Linked DNA regions of Gasterosteus aculeatus: region 1 is linked to region 2. A link is a contact called in public Hi-C data. All regions are on one chromosome and are shown on one strand. Each heading gives the region's core, a stretch centred on a gene start, on an enhancer-like site or on the middle of the called end of the contact. The rest is flanking DNA. Distances are from core to core; before and after follow the strand shown. Region 1 overlaps LOC120833417 (a long non-coding RNA gene). Region 2 holds the start of bcl11ba (BCL11 transcription factor B a).

The links. A called contact is a pair of places that touch in the nucleus more often than the background predicts.
Region 1: a contact with region 2 is called in a Hi-C map of skeletal muscle, with 4 times the contacts expected there. The contact joins the enhancer-like site here to the promoter of bcl11ba in region 2. A contact is called at or near these places in 3 of 6 Hi-C or Micro-C datasets (skeletal muscle, tail fin and whole body).

Annotation. Positions count from the first base shown.
Region 1 is chr15:17,513,629-17,516,353 of fGasAcu3.hap1.1, forward strand. It overlaps LOC120833417 (a long non-coding RNA gene), which reads left to right. Exons shown (of 4, transcript XR_013452690.1): 3 at 2,578-2,725. Among protein-coding and RNA genes, the nearest start is that of LOC120833417, 7.7 kb to the left of the region's middle. Within about 2 kb of position 1,328, at least 1 of the 9 cell types and tissues checked has open chromatin away from gene starts, as enhancers often do.
Region 2 is chr15:17,157,415-17,160,144 of fGasAcu3.hap1.1, forward strand. It overlaps bcl11ba (BCL11 transcription factor B a), which reads left to right and starts at 1,474. Exons shown (of 3, transcript XM_040199604.2): 1 at 1,474-2,437. The coding sequence starts at 2,383.

The sequences.
Region 1 (2,725 bases), core at 78-2,577, 360 kb after region 2:
TTGCTTAATTTCCCCTCCCGTCCCTCCCCCTCCGTCTCTGTCCTCACTGTGGTTAATAGCTAGTTTAAGAGCAATATGATGTATTACTCGGGGCTCTCTCTGGGGAAACCCGGGGGGGGGGGGGGGCTCCTGTACTGAATTCATTTAAGACGCCGTGGCTATTCCACAGTCACACTATGCCCTATTCACACAGCGCCCACGTATCCCCTCCATCCCCCGACTTTAATGGCAAATTAACTATTCTGAACTGTATTAAATTGCGACTGTAATCTTGGTCAAAGGGCGTGTAAGACATGCGTGTACGCAGCAGCTTTTCAAAGGTGCCGAGGTGAGAAAGAGTTGAGTGTGAGTATCGGCTAAACGTGGGCCATCCTACTAAATAATGACATTTTAGCTCTCATGGGATACGTGGCTGTAACGCCATTAAAGCAATTTGAACAAGGTTAACAGACACAAGCAACATTAGCGCTCCGTTTGAGTTTAGCTCTGTCAAGTCTCGTTTCTGAGAAGAAAATACGTTTTACGTTAAATAAAGAAAGAAGGTGTAATTCACAGCCTTCCTCAGCTGATGGAATTTATTTAATTTAATTTGAATATTGATCATTTATTTTCATGCTAAATTTTTCCCATCTGGCTTTAAAATTCTCCTTTCCCCCTACCGACATACCTGATAACCGAACCATCTTCAGTTTGAGAACTTCTTCTCCAAATTGTTTTGTAGAAGATTACAGATTCGTTTGAAAATGCATTCTATCCATTTACTGTAAAAAAAAAAAAAAAAGGTCATATTCAAACATGAATGTATCAGTATCAAACACCCAGTCAAAGCCAGACAATAACAATGGAGTTGGGGATTATGGCTGCACAGTACAGTACTGCTGGCAGACCTTCAGTCATGCATGCAGGTTTACACACACACACAAATGCACAAAGACGTAGTCATTCAAAAGGGTAGAGGCCCAAAAAGGGCCCGGTTGTTTGCGCCCTTTCTACACATCGCAAGCAGAAAGTGGTGGAAAGTGGCCTCCAGCAAGCTTGCTCAATGAAGGGTGAAGAGACCCAGGGAGGGTCCCTCAAGCCTGGGGGAGGTTTTAGCTAAATTATACGTTTAAGCCTTGTGTGTGTGTGTGTGTGTGTGTGTGTGTACACGGCTGCAGCCAGTGTGTTTCTGTGCATTTTTGCAGCAAGTACAGCGTATGTGTGTGTGTGTGCTCTGTGTGCATCCTGCGTGATCGGGCTTTAATGGCGGCTCCAGCCCTGGTCCCAGCCTCCGTAATGAATGAGCTATTACTTAATGAAATCTGAAGAATGCTTGGCAGCGGTGGGCCGAGTTGGCGCCGCACACCAGGAGCCCGTTCCAACACGCGGCACTGATGCCATCGTATTTAGGACTGGCGTTTGTCGTCATGCGAGACGGGGGCCAATGTGTGCTCTGCCCTGATTGTTTGAGTATACTATCATTAGCAGGCTGGCTTCCAATGAGGCTTTCATCCCAGAGACAAGTGTTTGTTGAATGCTAACCAGGGTCAGGCCGGTCAAAGGCTTTCCAGCACGTGTGATGTAATCACAGCACGGGGATGTCAGTTTCACACCTTGTTTCCTGTTGGATTCTCACGCCGTTACTTCAGTGCATGATGATTTCTGTTTGGGCTGGACACCGTGTACACTTGTTAGCTGCACGTTTACGTTGCACCAGGATTTCTTTTCCTTCTTTTTTTAGGACGGGGTAAGTGTGAAAAGCATTTAACGGTGCACACATGGGAGGAAAAGTCCTCAGCTTTTTGTGTTTTCTTGATGGCAGGTGTGACAACTGGGGGAAAAAAATGTTACCCGTTCTTTGCCCCCCCTTGCCCCCCCCCCAGCCTCGGGGGATAATCTCCTGCTGTGTGTGTGTGTGTGTGTGTGTGTGTGTGTGTGTGGAGGGGGGGGGGGGGATAATAAGGGGTTGTAAATATTTGAGAATGTGCATTCCACATGAATGGGTAATTGCATACATTGAGCACATTGACAAAGACACCCCAGACATACACACACACACACACACACACACACACACACACCTCCACGAATACCACATGTGAACACATTGAAATATTTTTTGGGATCAGAGTGTGTTTCCGTTAAAGTTTGCTTTGCGTGAATGTCATCATACTGCCCTCTTTTGTTTGCGAGTCAGATAATGTTACCCCCCCCCCCCCCCCCTCTGCCTTACTCATCATTTACTGCTCCACTGACTTCAATCTTATTTGCATGTTTGTATTATTTTTATTACCACCTCTTTACACCTGCAGTAGTAGCTGTTGTCACACGAAGGAGTGTGTGTGTGTGTGTGTGTGTGTGTGTGTGTGTGGTTATATATGATTGCATATTAGAATGCAAGTGTCTACAGTGGGTCGGCACGGTGACGTGGTGGTTAGCACTGTCGCCTCACAGCAAGAAGGTCCTGGTTCCACTCCGCCCAGTGGCCTTTCTGTGTGGAGTCTGCATGTTCTCCCCGTGTCTGCGTGGGTTCTCTCAGGTTGGTTGGGGACTCTAAATTGCCCGTAGGTGTGTGAATGGTTGTATCTCTCTGTGCAGCCCTGCCATTGGCTGGTGACCAGTCCAGGATGAACCCCGTCTATCGCCTGAAGTTGGCTGGGATGGACTCCAGCCCCCCCGTGACCCTGTGTGCCGGATAAGCAGTTTGCAGATGGATGGATGGTGTCTACTCCGGGATGTAAATGCG
Region 2 (2,730 bases), core at 224-2,723:
AACCAGAGGCTCGCCTGGATGCGAGGTGGAGAGGAATAAAAGAGAGGAAAACCCTGAGGCCTGAGCCCCCCCCCCCCCCCCCCACACACACGGTTCATTCTGTAAGCCGCGGGGCTGAGGAGCGACACCGAGCGACGGCGTTGAGACGCAGACATGCAGATGAAGAAGCGGATCCAGCTGCCGTGCGGCGCTAGTTCACACCGCTGCTTTAAAACAACGCTGACGTCCTTCTGGTGTAAATCTGAGCGGGGGGGGGGGGGGGGTCATCCCAGAGACGCTCCTGTTCAGCAACTTGGACTCTCACCTGCTGTGTGTCTGCACGCGCACACACGCACACGCACACACACACGCACACTGCGAACCCCAAATTGCACGGCTGCTTGCGGCTCTCCTTGCCCCCCCCCCCCCCCCCCCCCCCCCCCGAAGGGACGTGTGAGGATGAACATCATGTCAGCCGCCCTTTAAACAGTAGGTGCAGCTGGGGAGGGAACGAGCAAGTGGAGACGCTGCTTCTACCAGCAAACCTGTTATCCATCATCTGCACGCACACACACACACACACACACACACACACACACACACACACACACACACTATAGCTTCAGCACTTAGATGTGATGTTATGTTGCTTATGATGTGTAGCTGCAGTTTCCCTCTTGTTCTCTGTAATTTTACAATTATAAAATCTGTGGCATTTTATTTTGAAGCTTCTCGATGAGTTGCATAAATCAGTGCTCCTCCTCCTCCTCCTCACTCACCTCTTCCTCTCCGGAGGTCAGCGTGAGGTCACAAAGCTGCCTGATTGGGAAACACAAGGATGTTTCTTTTTTTGATACCACTTTCTAATTGAATAAGTCTGGATAAACAGAAAGCTCCTTGTTGCCATATGTTTGGGATAAATATGAATAAATATTGATGGAATGTGATCCTTTCATTTGTTCGCGGATTCAGGCCGACCCGACGCACCAGAGACAATACGACAATACAACGAGCTGATAGTAAAACTTGTAAAAATAAAAAGTGGAAAAAAGCGGATCTGATGAGCCGCGCAACCAAAATAAAAAAAAATGTATGATTATTTATGCTTTGTGAATTTCATTAAGAAAAGGAATCAATTATTAATTATTAAGGATTTCATTTCATGACGGGCCTTTATTGTGTTAAAGGCGCGTGAGCGCAAACGGAACAAAGCGGTTCAAAGGGTCAAGCGTTAATTAAAATGTAGTTTACAACATTTAATAAGCAGCTCATGTAATGCGCGCTATCCCGCCAAAGGTGTGCGCGGATCGGCCGGTCGTCGCGCGCTACCGGCCCGCACGCGTTTGTCCAGCAACCCCGGAGACGAGGACGCGCCTCAGGTCGCACTGATCCAAACGAGTCCCCGACGGCGCACGGAGGCGCGGAGCGGCCTGCAGGGGCTCGGACCGCTGCTGCCGTGCGCGCCGCCCGCTCGGGTGTATGCGGGAGTTGGAGAGCAGCGTGTGTGTGTGTGTGTGTGTGTGTGTGTGTGCGTGTCGGCGTGTGTCAGTGTGTGTGAAAGCCACCACTAGTCGCCCCCAGTGCTCTTCAGTCTCCACTCTCCCTTCTCACCGCAGACTGAACGTCACGTCCGCACTTGAACTTGAGTTTTCTCCCATTGTGGAAGCCAGAGAGCCGCACAGAGCCGCACGCCGACGCACGCAGCCGCACACAGCCGCGCACAGCCCGAGGAAGCGGCGCACTGCAGCCTGCACAAAGAGAAAAGAGCGCGGCGGTCTGTCCTCAAACCGGCGCTTGGGCTTTGACTTAAGAGTTCAAGTGCAACGCGCGTCGCCGGCGCTGTCAGTGCCGCAGCAGAAGTGCCCAACACTTGGTGCCACCCAGAGAAGTACCGAGAAGGACAGTGGATCCCTATTTGAGACACTTTGAGACGTGACTTGGCGTCATTTCGCCCGCGTTCTGTGGACAGGGACGCAGCGTGTCCAGCGTGGCCGCAGAGTGGACACGGGCAGTGACTGTCCACCCGGAGGTGACCGCCGACCTCGCGCGTCTCCGTTGTCTTTTCTCTTTTTTTCTTCTTCTGAAAGATGGTGTGAGCGCGGCGGAAGGAGCCGGTCCGCCCGCCGCCTCGCTGCCAGACGGGAGGCGCGCCGCCACTTTGCCGCTGAACTCCGACCGACCGACCGCCCCGCGCCGCGCCGCGCCACGGCCGCTCACCGCAGAGCGCAGGAGCCGCGGCTCGCTGGAGGGACCATTCGAGGGGCCACGCGCGGGGCCAGCGCCGAGTGGGCCGCTCGGCGTGCTTTTGGGGGCCGGTTTGCGGCCGGTACGAAGGAGCCGCAGGAGGAGAGTCGACCCTTCCAGCGCCGCTTTCCGGGCGATGCCAGTGTAAATGCCAGGGCGATGTCCCGACGCAAGCAGGGGAACCCGCAGCACCTGTCCCAGAGAGAGACAACACGTAAGTGTCCCCCCACCCGTCCACACAGCAACAGCACACTGTCCTCTCTGCTGGAACCCCGAGAAGTTGAGAGTTGGATTTGTTTTTTCTTACATTTTGGGAGCAGAAAGTTTCTCTCCTCTTTTATTCCTCACTGGCGAAATTAGATAAAGGCCATAATTTACTATTAATACTTTCCGATTATTACAACGTGTAAATTGCCTCTTATTATTATTATTATTATTATTATTATTATTATAAAGCGTAAAGGGAAAAACGTGTCGGGTTGCTGAAGGAGAAAAGCGAGTTGGTTA